Linked DNA regions of Mus musculus: region 2 is linked to region 1. The links are chromatin contacts, called in public promoter capture Hi-C maps. All regions are on one chromosome and are shown on one strand. The core of a region is the stretch at or near the end of the contact, and the rest is flanking DNA. Distances in the headings are between cores, read along the strand shown. Region 1 has its middle 110 kb from the start of Chrna7. Region 2 holds the start of Otud7a (OTU domain containing 7A).

What was found. Promoter capture Hi-C pulls out the DNA fragments that hold promoters and counts their contacts.
Region 2: a promoter capture Hi-C map of hippocampal neurons shows a contact between it and region 1, with 2.4 times the contacts expected there. The contact joins the promoter of Otud7a here to the enhancer-like site in region 1. A contact is called at or near these places in 2 of 39 promoter capture datasets (embryonic stem cells and hippocampal neurons) and 3 of 484 Hi-C or Micro-C datasets (cerebellum, cerebral cortex and morula).

Annotation. Positions count from the first base shown.
Region 1 is chr7:63,319,881-63,327,478 of GRCm38.p6, forward strand. No RefSeq gene overlaps it. Among named protein-coding and RNA genes, the nearest start is that of Chrna7, 110 kb to the left of the region's middle. Within about 2 kb of position 2,296, at least 15 of the 459 cell types and tissues checked have an H3K27ac peak or open chromatin away from gene starts, as enhancers often do. A contact at or near this core is called in hippocampal neurons, where this site is marked.
Region 2 is chr7:63,439,868-63,446,573 of GRCm38.p6, forward strand. It overlaps Otud7a (OTU domain containing 7A), which reads left to right and starts at 4,905. Exons shown (of 14, transcript NM_130880.1): 1 at 4,905-5,060. It overlaps 4930554H23Rik (RIKEN cDNA 4930554H23 gene), which reads right to left and starts at 4,662. Exons shown (of 10, transcript NR_131089.1): 1 at 3,696-4,662; 2 at 3,313-3,522.

The DNA of each region.
Region 1 (7,598 bases), core at 1,046-3,545:
TGGGATCAGGACTACCCTGGCTGGCTTCAGTGTCAGCAGACTGACATCCAGCTTGAAATGCAGAATGGGGGCTTGAAATTGTGGCTTTTATTTTTCTAAATTCCCTTTTCAATTAACATATAATTGTCCACATTTCCAGTACATTGTGACATTTCGATGAATAAACTCAGAATTATGTCAGGTTAACATATCCTTCTTATGATTTCCTCCTTCAAGTTCTTTGTTCTTCCTAGAGCATGAACGGGGCTCTTGTGAACTGTCACCTCCCTGGGCACAGGACCTCATTTTTCCTTCATGATCGACCCTCCCTCTACTGCCCTTCATCACTTCTAGACATTCTACTCCCTTCTACTTTTAGGGCTTCAAACCATAAACACCAGACCACCAAGAAAAAGGTTGAGATAAACATTTTTTAAATTTTTTATAGAGAGAACATGAGGTGTGTGTGTGTGTGTGTGTGTGTGTGCAAATTTTTCACTTCACATAATGTCTTTCAGATCCATTTTATATAGATGTCAGATTTTTGCCAGAACAAATGTAAGTTGGTCTGTCTGAGCACTTGAGCAAGGGAGACCCAGTCAGAGAAGGACAGAAACCGAGGATGAGACGGGACAGGGGGTTGAGTGGAGGTGGAATTTATCCTCAAGCTGGAAGAAGGGGGATGTCATAGGGCAGTGTGAGAGCTGTGAGGAAAAACTGAGTCTCCATAGGGAAGAGCATGGCAGGACGGAGGAAAGCCTTCTCTGCCAAGGTCTGCCAGCCCCAAAGGCCCTGGAGACAAGGCCTGCGCTGGCAACATGGTCAAAGGGTGGTCCTAAGAATAGAGCCGTGAAGACAGACCTCAGTACCATCCCCGCATGCCCCAATTTCAGTTAATGGGCTGTATAAGGAGTGAAGAAGGTGCATGTTTGAAAAAGTCAAACATGAAAAACTGAGGCCAGACACATGTCCCCAGGATTCTGAGATCACTGGGGGGAAAAGGGAGGGAGAGGATTGGCCAAAGGCCAGATATGACCCTGAGTGCTTCCCAGTTAGAACTGAAGGTATTCTAGACTGGCACACAGACAGAGGCTAAACTTCTCAGAAAACAGACTGAGAATATCACAAGGTATACAGCTTAGGGCACAGGACATGCACACACACACACACACACACATGCATACACACACACACAGGTTGCACACACAGGGTGCACACATTGAGCAAGTGGGATTAGGCTCTTTAAAAAGGGTAGCTAGTCAAAATAGGGGGAGCAAGCCAGTAAGCATTTCTCCCTGGTCTCTGTTTCAGTTCCCGCATTCAGGCTTCTGTCTTGAATCCCAAACTTTGACTCCTCTTGATAATGGATCAAGGTGTAAGATGAAATAAACCCTTTCCCGTCCAAGTTGTTTTTGGCAACGATGTTTACTGTGGCAACAGAGCACAAACTATGACAGTTATCAAGCAAACAACATGTCTTATCAAGCTGAGGCAGGCACTGCCAGGCGTGCACACACCATGCACTCTGGGCATGCAACTCCAAGTAACTTACACTTGGCACCCCTTGAGGGATACCTACATTAGGCACAGGGCAACAGGGACAGTATCAGAACCAACATCTGCAGATGCGTTTGGCATATGATAAAGGAAACTGGGGTTTGGATGACAATACACACAGAGATGAGAAGCAGTTGGGAACATAATGGTAAGCCTTAAATGCAGACACAGACAGAGGCACATGCGAGGACCACCGACTGGACACAGGATACTGAACAAAATAGCAAGCACCATGACATAGGTCACAAGACAAGCACCCAAGGCCATACACAAGCATGTGGGCACACAGCAGCAAGGGACATGCTGGGTACTCCGCAGGAGTACAAACCAGACACTACAGCACACAAACTTGATGTTGGGCAGCCAAGTAAGAGTAGAAAATCCCTGACAATGCTCATGTCTCTTGTGCCCAACAGCTAGCCATGCCAATGGTCCCTCAGTCCCAGACCCCCATGAAGAGAGAACTGTTGCCTCGGAGGCTCAAGGTTATTGGTTTCTCCTGTAGGTCTAAACCACACAATCAGACCTCTCATCAGTTGAGGGGAATCTTCGAGTCATTTTTTTTTACAACAAATCATAGCACTGTTTGAGATCCTTTATGCCTTGGCTTTGCTACAGCTCCCTGAATTCCTAGGCCAAAGGGCAAAGGCCAATGAGATTTGGCTAGCGGTTTGCTGGTTATTTCTATGAGTTTGTGCCATTTTTGGATATCTGGTAGCAAAGTCTGTGAGTGCTTGGTAAAGCAGCTGCAAAGCGAGCCCAGAGAAAAATCATTAGGCTCACAACCCTCCTCTAGAAGTTCAAAACACTTTATGCTTTGGACTTGTATCTTAAGCCTTCAGCCACTAGGTGACGCCAAAGAGTAAGCTATCCAATTGATGGCACCATAGATAACATTTCTAGGATTTAGCCCAAATGAAAATCATAGCTCCAGCGTCAGACAGTGTCTTTGGCAGCTCTCAATGACTTACATACATCTCTCCCGGTAGAAAACACAACAACAAGCCAGTCCCTATGCAGGTGTGGGTGTTGAGTTTCCCCTTAGGCCCAAGCTGCCTACAAGGAAACTGTACTAGAGCTTGCTAAATGTGCCTAAGTGCAGGGAGCCATGAGCGAGGTCACCCAGCAGCCCCTGCTCTGTTGCACTAGAGGAATCCGTAGTTCTCCATTCTCAGCCTCAGCTGCGTGAGCGTTCCAGGCTTGCCAGGCCGCCCTGGGTGGCTGTCCAGGGTGGTGAGCATGGTGTGACCCAACCACAGAGGGAGTCTCAACATCAAAGTCATTTTTGTTTTGACATTGCTGTGGTCTGCTGTTTGTGTCTGTCCAAAACTCCTGCTAATTTTGTTGGCATTGCAGCAGTATTCACAAGTGGGGTCTGTGTGGGTGATTAAGGCCCCTGGGATTGGATCAGTGCCTTACAAAAGGGCTGGAGAGATCCAGAGATGTCCTGGCTTCTATGCTTTTCACCTGCACTGATACAGTGTTAGCCCCCTGTGCTGTGTGAGGATGCAGTGAGAGAGAACCAGGGGAGGGGGGGAAACTCCTCTCAGATTCTCAACTAAAGAGCCATGACCTTGAACTTCTCTGCTCCAAAACTGAGAAAATATACTCTTGCTTATAAATTAATGTTTGAGGTACTTTATTATAGCAGCACAAAGAAGACAAGTGCCTACTTGACTGTTTTTACATTCAGACTGAAGTTTTCCTCATTTTTGGTTTGATAAGTGATTTTGAATTAAAATGTAGACATTTGGGCTATTACATTTACCAAACCGAATCTTTTTCGTTTTTCCTTTTAGCCAGCCTTTTGTAGCACTGGATGGAGGGGGCTGAGCCTCAGTAGTGTTAGGTGGGAGATGAGGCTGGATTCCCACTGTTCCCTGCTGACACCCCACGAGATGGGCTAGTCTCACACGGCATCTTCTAACACCATCATGTTAGAGAGAGGGAAAAGCAAGATGCCTCATTACCGATCCTCATGAGGCCTCCACTAGCTGACAATAGATAGAGTTTAATTAGCACTGATCGTGCGTAAAGATTCCTTCCACGAGGCGAGGCGTTCTCTGCTACCCACATGTGTGAAAATCGGCTACGTTGTCATGTTACAGTTTGGCAAGGCTGGAAGCCTCCTAACTGGTTGTCTTTGGCATTCACAGGTAGAATTTGGGATGTAGGTATTTGTGCAGTGTAGGGGGTTGGTCAGGTGCTGCTTTGTATTTGAATACTAAATACTGCCCCCCCCCCCAATCTGGTTACCCCTGATGAGGAGATCCTCATATACACCAAATGGACAGAAGAGAGGAGCTTGAGCAAACATTCCCAGAACTTGAGGTCAGGCAGGGACCACAAGGAGAATGAAGGAAGAGGTCACCGTGGGGTAGCATGGATCTTAAGCACATGGCCATGAGTGCTGACCTGATGGAGCAGGAGCAACCTAAAAGGAACACGGCAAATATTATCTCAGAGATTTTGCCAGGGAAACAGAAAATAGCATAGATACCTACCCAGCTCTAATGCTCTACAGCTTATTATAAATCTAAAGATCTGTGTCTTTGATTTGGTAACTAAATTACCTGAAGTGAGGGCAAACCCCCAAAATAATAATAACCACAACAGTGCAGTTTGCCTGAAAGTATTCTCTTGCATAAACTGCTCTTCTGATTGCAGAAAACTGGCCTCCTGTGTGTGCTGTCTTGTTAATGTTTTTGGGGTGCTGGCTTCCTGGCACTCAGAGTAGGGTGCAAAGTGAAAGGAAAACCCCAGGAACTGTCACCAGCTCCTCCCTCAGGACACAAGTTCCATAGCCAGCCTGCCATCTCCCTGGCTTCCACACTTTTCATATTTTATTTCTGCAAAATGTTCAAGGTGTTTTATCTGCACCAGGTGTGGGGAACTGAGAAAAGTACCCATCACCTTTATGGAAGCAGAAATGGCCATCAAAATAACTTTTATGTGTGGTCTGTCATTCAGTTCATTGTCTATTCATAATTTTGCTGTTTTAAAGCTGTGGCTTAAGCTTTATTATTGTGCATTATGTTAGCCTATGTAGCAGAGTGTTTTGTGCTCTTTTGTAGTTTTGCTTTGGGGTTTTAAATACTTTTTAATTATACTTGCTCTTTCAGACTAGGTGTCATGGTGCATGCCCTAATCTCAGCACCCAGGAAACGGAGGCAGGTAACCTCCATGACTTCCTGGTCTGCCCAGTCTACATAACGAGTTTCAGCCCAACCAGGGCTTCACAGTGAATTTCAGGCTAGCCAATGAGGTCCAATCTTAGACAATGTATTTTTCCACTTTCATACATCCATAAAATGCACACATTTCTCACTTCTCCTGCCCCTATCATCCCTCTCTTGTCTACAAGCCCCTTTCCTTTCCATTCCTATATGCATATCATTTTGTTTTGTTCTATGACCTACTGAGTTTAGTCAAGGACTTTTGTGTGAGCATGGAACTACCCATTGCAATTTGGCGGACTCTTCAATGGCTACACAACTGACATAAATGACTTCCCAGAGTCTTTCAGTCAAATGGAGTGACAGGACCTCATAAGCCCCTCCCCTTGCATAAGAGCTTGTTGACAGTGCCAGTCTTGGGCATCTCAGCTTAAGTTCAATATTGCAATGGCTGTGTAACACCCAAAGGATGGCAGTTAGTAACCCTTCTCTGCATCTTCCAGTTCTCATCTTCTCACTACCCCCCTCTTCCTCAATGCTCCTGAACCTCAAAAGAAGTAGCATGGACATTGTGTTTAGGGCTGAGCATCTTTGTTTATTCTCAGCATCATGAGAAGCCATAAGTCTTCATTCACTGCCACTCAGGTCACAGAAAGGAGAGGTTTCTCTTCTTAAGACCAAAGGTGCCGTTTATGTAAGAGTAAGAAGGTAGATATTTGGAAGGCAGTTTGACACAGTGGCAGTTTAAATAAGCAACAGTAGTACATTCCCTATGAGACCTATAACTTCTCCAGTCATATTGCTTTGGCTTAGTTAACATCATGAACCAGTTTCTTCCTGTCAATAAAGCCTCAAATCTAATCTGAGGGCAGCTTGCTATCCCCCTAACAGTAGTGCTACTGTTACAAAAGCAAGCACACCCTGGCTGCCCAGCACATTGGTATTGACGTTCTTGGGTTCCCATTGATGCAGTCACTCTCCCAGTAGCCTACATAGCACCTTCTAGCAGGTAAAAGCTAAACAACAGGGAGGGAATTTACAGCTAAGTTTCAGCTCGTTTTCTCTAATTCTTTCAACCAGTGTGTGTGTGTGTGTGTGTGTGTGTGTGTGTGTGTGTGTGTGTGTGTGCAACTAAAAGGAATGACAAGATTTTTTTGAGGGCTTCCAAGAGTTTACTGACCAACAAACAACTCATATGGCGCTTGAATTTTTGTTTGATATATTTCTTTTTTTTAAACCTTTTTATTAGATTTTTTTCTTTATATATATTTCAAATTTCAAACGCTATCCCGAAAGTTCCCTATACCCTCCCCCCCTTGCCCCACCCTGCTCCCCTACCCACCCACTCCCGCTTCTTGGCCCTGGAATTCCCCTGTACTGAGGCATATAAAGTTTGCAATACCAAGGGGCCTCTCTTCCCAGTGATGACTGACTAGGTCATCTTCTGCTACATATGCAGCTAGAGACACGAGCTCTAGAGGAACTGGTTAGTTCATATTGTTGCTCCACCTATAGGGTTGCAGAACCCTTCAGCTCTTTGAGTACTTTCTCTAGCTTCTCCATTGGGGGCACTGTGTTCCATCTTATAGATGACTGTAAGCATCCACTTCTGTATTTGCCAGGCACTGGCATAGGCTCATATGAGACATATATACCAGGTTCCCTTCATCAAAATCTTTCAGGCATATGCAATAGTATCTGGGTTGGTCGCTGATTATGGGATGGATCCCTGGGTGGGGTAGTCTCTGGATAGTCCATCCTTTTGTCTTAGCTCCAAACTTTGTCTCTGTAATTCCTTTCATGGGTATTTTGTTCCCTATTCTAAGGAGGAACAAAGTATCCACCCATTGGTCTTCCCTCTTCTTGATTTTCTTGTGTTTTGCAAATTGTATCTTGGGTGTTTTATGTTTCTGGGCTAATATCCACTTAGTTTGATATATTTCTAATTGGTATATGTAAACAATTTTCATTCAATGAAATTGCTAATATGTGAAGGCTGAAGTCTACCTTTCTGCTTTCTACTTATTCTTTCTATTTTATCAATTAAACTTTCTTTTTCTAGCTTTCCCTTGCTTATTTTTTTCAGTCCCACCTATTAATCTATAATGCTTTGAGTATATTTTTCTATAGAGGTTCTTAGCCCTAAGTAACACATATCAGGGTATGTGTTGATGTAGTTAATGGGAAAAGTATGAGTATATTATTCTCAGACATTATTATGAATGTGTAAGTGTCCATTTGCTAGTTTGTTGAATTTTTTTATATTTGAATCTTTCCTGCTTGTTTATTTTAAACCAAGTTCTTCCTGTGTAGTCAAGGCTGGCCTCCAACCCACGATACTCCTCCTCATTCTCCTGGATGCTAATATCACACATGTGCTTCATCCTGCCTGTCATCTTAACTGGAGGAACTGTCACTGAGAGATGGCTCTTTCCCCACTTACTGATGACCATACTGCTCAAATAAGACTCTGTTATTACGGTACCCAGAATGATGTAAATACCATCCTGACAGCCTCTATCAAGCAGCTTGGTTTTCTTGCCTCACTGCAGGTTCTATTTCTTTGAAGACAGAAGCTTTCCTCCTGACATCGCTACATTAAAGTGCAACATCAGGAAAAGATTGAAGTTAGATATTGATATTTTACAAGCCAGAATAATGAGCATCGAGTAAGTGATTTTGGAGCTAATTGTCTCCAGTGGTTCAGATGGAACTGTAATGCCTCAGCAGCAACTAATAGGTTCTGTTGCACAGTAGTGGCTGGCAGGTTGTGTAGGACCTGGACTTTCTGCACAGCATCTCCAACCTGGTCTAGCAAATCATGGCCAACCTTGTGAGAAACTTGACAAAACACTGGCTTTTTCTGTGGGAAAATAAAAAAGAAAC
Region 2 (6,706 bases), core at 3,655-6,154, 120 kb after region 1:
CTAGAGCAGTAGATGAGAGCTGATATCCTTATCCAAAGGGAGACATTCATGGGGGTGAGGGGAAGTGAGAAACAGACTCATTCCCTGGGAATGGCATAGACTTTTGAAACCTAAAAGCTCATTCCCCAATGACACACCTCCAAAATAGCCACACACCTCCTAATCCTTTCCAAACAGTTCCACCAACTAGAGACCAAATATTTAAACATCTGAGCCTGGCGGTGGCAAAGATCTGTTACTCATTCAAACTACCACAATAAGCCGGTTAAATGTTTATGTAACACAAACTAAGAGTCAGAAGGTAGTGTCCTCAATAGCTAGACAATGTGATTCCTAAAGCACCAGATGTGAGTTATCTCCTTATGGATTGTTGGTTAAAGAAGCCCTGGAGACATCCAAAACAGTCACCATCAGATTAAGTCAGCAAGACTCTAATGGTGAAAACACCACACACCTTCCTTACCAGATTTAGGAAACTCAAATGGCAACTGAGATGAAGTTTCCTTTGTGACTGGAGCAGTGAGAGGGTGAAGAAAGGACAAGACAGTCAAGCACATATACAGAAAAGCCTGGGCCAGGTGGGCTGTTTTCATTCTGATAGAGTAGTGTTAAATACTCAACAGCTTGGTACCTTGGTGTGTTCTGTTATGTAGAGTGCAGGAGGAGGGATTAGCTAGTCTCTGTAGGAGGTCTCTGTAGTCAAGAAATCTCAGGTTGTAAACAACCCTGAGGAAGATACTGCAATTGCTAATTTTTGCACATTCCAACATTCTCATTTAGGTCAGAGGAAGGCTACCATCCCTGTGAGCTTCACTCTGGATCTGAAGGAAGGCTCTGCCAATTCCCATGGGTCTGAGACACTGGAGTTATTGACATGGCTGTGCCCATGTCAAGCAATACACATTCACTTAGAACGTAATCCATTCTGAGTTCCTTTGGTCCCCAGACATAACTAATTGAGCAATAGTTAAAGATAACTCTGTAAGATCAAGTAAAACCGATGCCTGATTCTCTGTTTATAAAAATGTTCTCTTAAATGTTGGTTTGCTTAAAAATATTTGCCAAAATCTGGCTCACAGAGTAAGGATGTTATGCTTAATCCTTCAACTGAACTGGGAAGGCCTTGGTGATTAGACCTTATACAAATGATATCTTCGTATGGTTTTCCCCTTTGGGGTAAGGCTTTTACTTTCAGATAGTCCCCATATTAATTATTAATTATCAACATTAATCCATACTAAAAGAGATTCTACAAAAAGTATTGCTTCTACTTGGGGCACTCCTAACTATAAATATTTTAACCTAGTTGGAAAATTTTTCTTATTATACCATGATTCAACTCTCCCTACAACCTTGAATTACAATAACTCTCAAAATTGACTAAATCTTTCAGTTTCTTTAGCCAAAGATACTTCTATTAGTTCCTCTAAATCAGAGATCTGTGCTTTTGTGCAACAGCCATTATTTTCTCATAAGATAATTTTTGACATCTTATACAAAATTAAACAAAAGTATGTAAGCCATTTTTACTAAAGAAAAACCTTCTATTATAAGGGACTTTTAAACATAATAGCTAACACTCAGAAATGGTCATAGTGGTTTTCTGTGTTAAAATCTCCAGGAAAGAAAAACTAAAATAATAAAATTAGGTGATTTCATCCACTGGGAAAAGCCATCACACAAAGGAGTCCCCTCAACCTGGAAGAAAATGAGTCTACCGGATACTTCTAAGCACTTCCTGTTCTATGACACTTCAGCAGATAAACTAGATTCCTGTTTCTTTTTCTATTTCAGATTTATTGCAAAATCTTCATGAACTTCAGGAAAGCAGGCGACACATGTCTTCTGCCATAGTGGTGGGTGGGTGCCCCAAGTAACTAAAATTCTAAGCCTCGAGGGCAGTGTTTCTAAGTCTCATGTTTTATACTTCTAAAATACTTTTTTAATTGATACTTAAAATTTGTTCAAGGTATTTGGAGTTCTCTTTGACATCATCTTAGTGATAAAATAATGCTAATCTTGGCTTTAGTGAAGTGCTACTAATTGGGTTCTATTGTATCTGTTTGCCCACCCAAACTTCCAATTTTACTTCTACTCTAAGACTACATGTGTAAAAATTCCTCTAGATGTGGGAGGCACATGTAATCCACATGACTAAGCAGTATTTATTTTTACAGAGGTCTTTGGACTAATTCATATGCCTTCTTTACCTGTTCCTTTCTTGATTATTTTAACTTTAGGTCTAATATTCCAGTTATGCATTATACATATAAATGATATATTAGATATAGAATACAAAATAAAGTAAAACCAGATCCTGATCAAGACACGTGATTTAATATGATCTAGGGATCTATTCCTTAATGGCTCTGTCAACTGTTTCTCTCTCCTGAAGACTTCCTTTCTGCCCATTAACTGCATCTGGGAATGAGTTTCCCTTGCTCTGCGGGCCATAAGACAACATTGGGTCTCTTCAAGAGTAAAATGTAACACTTGGTCAGTTTATTCATTACTTTTCTCTTGCTGTGGTAAGGCACCATGACCTAAAGCAACTTTAAGAAAGAGTTTTCTTTGGTACATGGCTCCAGAAGGATAGAATCCATGACTGTGTAGAAGGCATGGCAACAGGCTAGGCTGGAGATGGCAGCAGAGGCAGGAACATTTCATCTACATGCAAAAGAGAGAAAGAGAGGGAGGGAGGGAGGGAGGAGGGAGGGAGGGAGGGAGGGAGGGAGGGAGGGAGGGAGGGAATGAGAATGAGAGAGAAAACAGAAGAGCAAGTAGGTTATGGCTATAAATCCTCAAAGTGTGCTATAGGTGGTGCCACACTCCCTCAGTAAGGCACCCCTATCTCCCAAATGCTCCCTAACATCCTAAGCAGCACCACAACCTGGTAGCCAAGTGTTCAAACTCATGAACCTATACAGGGCATCTATCAGTCAAACTGCCAGAGCAGTGAAAGGACAACTTTGAAGTGAAGTTCCCAGAATTAAATAGCACATGTATGTTAAGAATTCTATAAGGCAGATGTCTGATCTGTGGTTGTGGAGAGCTAACACATTGCAGGATAGGACCTAAATTTATCTTGAACTATTAGTGCCCTAAATAACCATTTATTCTGTAAAATTGACCTAAATTTTATGTGGTCATTGAGCAGGTCCCTTTATGTTGACAAGTCTGGGGAAAAAAAAAAAAAAAAAAAAAAAAAAAAAAAAAAAAAAAAACCAAAACTATTCTCCAGAGAGAAGCCGACTTGGAACCCTGGACAATACAACTTGACAGTACAGACCTGGGCTTTCCCAGTGCCCTTACCTAGTGGATATCTATCCTCTCCCTGACTCTTCCTCTTCTCAATAAGTATGCAGTTTATGTCTTCAGAACCCAACAACTTCAATTCCAAATGGCCTTCCTCCAACAGTGCCACCAGGATTGACGGAACAGGCAAAGGGAGTGCTCAGTTTGACTTGTAGCATGAGAAATTTTCTGAGCATTCACCAATGGAGATCCAGGAGATATAACAGCCTTAGGAACAGAACAGGAAAGAGGATTTTGCCTTATTCAGCTTTAGTCCCCTTCTCAACACAAAGCAGTTCAAATACTGATCTTGATAAATTATGGAGAAAAGTGTCTCAGAGAAGTTGAGAAAGTTATGCATAAAGCACAGCTTAGCAATCTGGAACTTTAGTTATACACACCTCTCCTAACGATGCACTAGCAACCCGTTGGCAACCTTGAATATCCATTTGCACCGAATTGTATCTACACCCCACTCGAAACAGTGGAATAGGTTTTTCCTTCCTGTAAAGACTGTTAGACATCGACAGTTTCTATTCAGTTAGATTCCAGCTATATAAGAATGGAATCCTAATCCAGTTTGAACTAGTCTTGTGTGTATATGCAATAAGGAAAGATGTGCTCTGAGTGAACTTTTAGGAAGAACACACCATTTAACCATCCTATGACTATGCAAAGTTGGGTGTGCATATGATTAAAATAAAACACATTATAGGAAAGGACGTGCATAGTGACAAATGGCTTACATAATCTGCTCTGTCAATCAAAACAGAGAACCACTGACGCTACATCCTTTAGCAACTAAATGTCTCCTTTTCTGGAAGACCATAGAATGAACCCTCCAAATAATAAGGGCCTTTGAGTGTGCTCACTGATGTGGCCCGCTGTCGGCTGTGTATATCTCTTATTTGTACTATGGCCTTGTTTTGTTGTTAGCTTGCTATACCTATGCACTGTTATTTCAGTTTCTTGAACAAGAGACCAAGAATGTGGAAACGCCCAGCTCTGAACCTAACAGGCAAAAGCTACACCAAGACGGTTAAATGAGAGGGCAGAAAGCAGTGGCATCCACTTGATATCAGGCTGGAGGAAAAGTCTTAAACAGTCACCACGGAGGAAACGTCTAAAACAGTCATGTAAACATTATTAATGGGGAAAGAAATAGGGGAAGGTCAGAGGGGCGTGGAAACAGTCAAAGTTTAGGGTGTTTAGAAAAAGAGAGCCAGCCCAGAGAAAGAAACCAAAGGTGAATGCAGACCACTAGAGAAAAGATGAGCAGGGCAGAGGGGAGGGTGGGTTTCCCTAAGTCCAGGGACAACCTCAAAAGGCTACACCCTAAGGGGGCAAACATGGGAGCGCGTGCATGGGGACACAGCGGGTCCTAGCGCGTCTTCGCAGAGCTCGGCGCGACCGAGGCCAACGGTGGCCACGAGCACGCGCGCTCCCCTACCCGCACCACTTCGGCGGGGGCGGGGCACGGTGGAAGCGGTGACGTCAAGGCAGGGCGCGCGCCTCGGGGCCGCGGACGGAGCCGGGAGGCGGGCGCTGCGCGCGACCGCGGGCGGAGCGGAGGGGCGCGGGGGGCGGAGCGCGGCGCAGCCAGGAAGGCGGGGGAGGAGAGGCCCGGGCGCCGCGCGGCAGCTGGGGAGGGGGCCGCGGCTGGGCGCGAGCGGAACAGCTGATCTGGTTTTCCCGAAGCCAGGGAAGATGGAAGTCGGCTAGCGGCGACTGCGGCGCTGCGGGCGGACCGGCGGGCTGCGCGGCAGGTAAGCGGCGCTGGCCACGGTGCTGCCGGCGGGCGGCGGGCCGGGCGCAGCGGGCAGGTGCGATGGGGCGCGCGGCGCGGGGTCGCCCTGCGCTTGGCCGGGAGGCGAGTGGGCTTGGGCAGGGGCTGCAGGACGCTGGGGGCGCAGGGCTCACACTGCGCGTCTGCATTGCGGGAACAGTTCGGGATCTCGTGGGCGCCACGGGCACCGGCTCCGGCTTCAGCCGGGCGAGGGTAGGGCGCGGCGCTCCCGCTGGCTCCGGCGGCTGCCTCCTGGCCCTTTTCGCGGTTCCGCACTGGAACGTGATGGCAAGCGCGCGGGACTGGGCCCTCGGTCCGTGGGGGCGCGTTGGGGGTCCGAAGGGCAGGGTTAGCTCAGAGCGGCGCCTGAGGCGGCTTGCACAGGGGCTATGGCTACGTGGGTCACGGTGGCCCCCGCGTACTTCTCTGGGTCTGACTGGCCAGCTGCGAAGGGTTGATGCAATTTGGCTCTGAACCCAGAGGCCTTCCCTAGTATCTCCTCACTGGAGGGGGAAAATTGTATCTGCTGTGCTTTAAGTGCTCCTTTAAATTTGGGAGATGTCAGTGATGTCATCATTAACTAAAACTTTCCTTCATTGGACATAACCGCTCAAGTGTACCCTCCTCCCGACCGGTACAGCTACTGCAGCTCTTTGAGAATCTTAGCCATCGAATTTGCTTCTCTGCGCTCAAAACTCGAAAACCTCATAAAGTGCAGTTTTTATTCTGTTGGCTTGAAGATTAGTACATTTGAGAGAGTGGCTGAAAGAAAATGTGTCCCTACAGGTCTGGAAATCAGCTGATCCAGAGCACACAGATCCATCAGGTATGGCAGTACATGCTTGTACCTTGCCTTATCTCTGTTAATGAAAATGACCTGTATGGGAAACACTTCTTTTTTTTAAAAAATCTATTTAGTGTGTGTCCAGGCAAAGGCAGACAATGGGACTAGAGCAGGGTCGTTGCAGGCCTTGATTGCTTCAGGTGAATCTGAAGGGTTCCTCCATCACCAACATCCCCGTCTAGGGTGTGCCTGGGAGAGGTGCTGGTTACTCTAGGGCTCTTTTAGCACTTGTGTGTCCCACCAGACCCCAAGACCTATCCAAAGCGTTCAAGGAATATGAGAGCCTAAGATCTACACAGCACACCAAGTTCTGGAAGAAAATTCCTCAATAAATGCCAGCAGCATGCCCTCATTTGATTATATGAGTATGCCATTAGTATCTGCTCTTATGGGAACAGCCGAAAGCTAGTTCCCAAGACAGTCCGAACATCTACTTAGGCCTGTTGTATCAAAAGGAGATCTAATAAGAGACCAAAGTATTGATGTTTTTGTATTTAATAATTAATGGCACCTCCTAATTGGTTAAAATAAGGATGCCTTAAATTATTAGTGTGATCATATTGGGTTTGCAAGGAACTTAGTGCCATATGCCACAGGAAGGTTTGAATCTGGAACCCTGGAAATAGTGGTTACTGTAGACTTTTGGTGTTCAGGGTGATCGTGAATGCAAATCATTACTTCATGGAGTCTGGCTACATACTAATCACAACTGTGCCTAGATTAGGTAGCAGATGTACCTTTGGGAAGTAAACTTCTGAGCCCCCCCCCCCCCATTGCTGGAG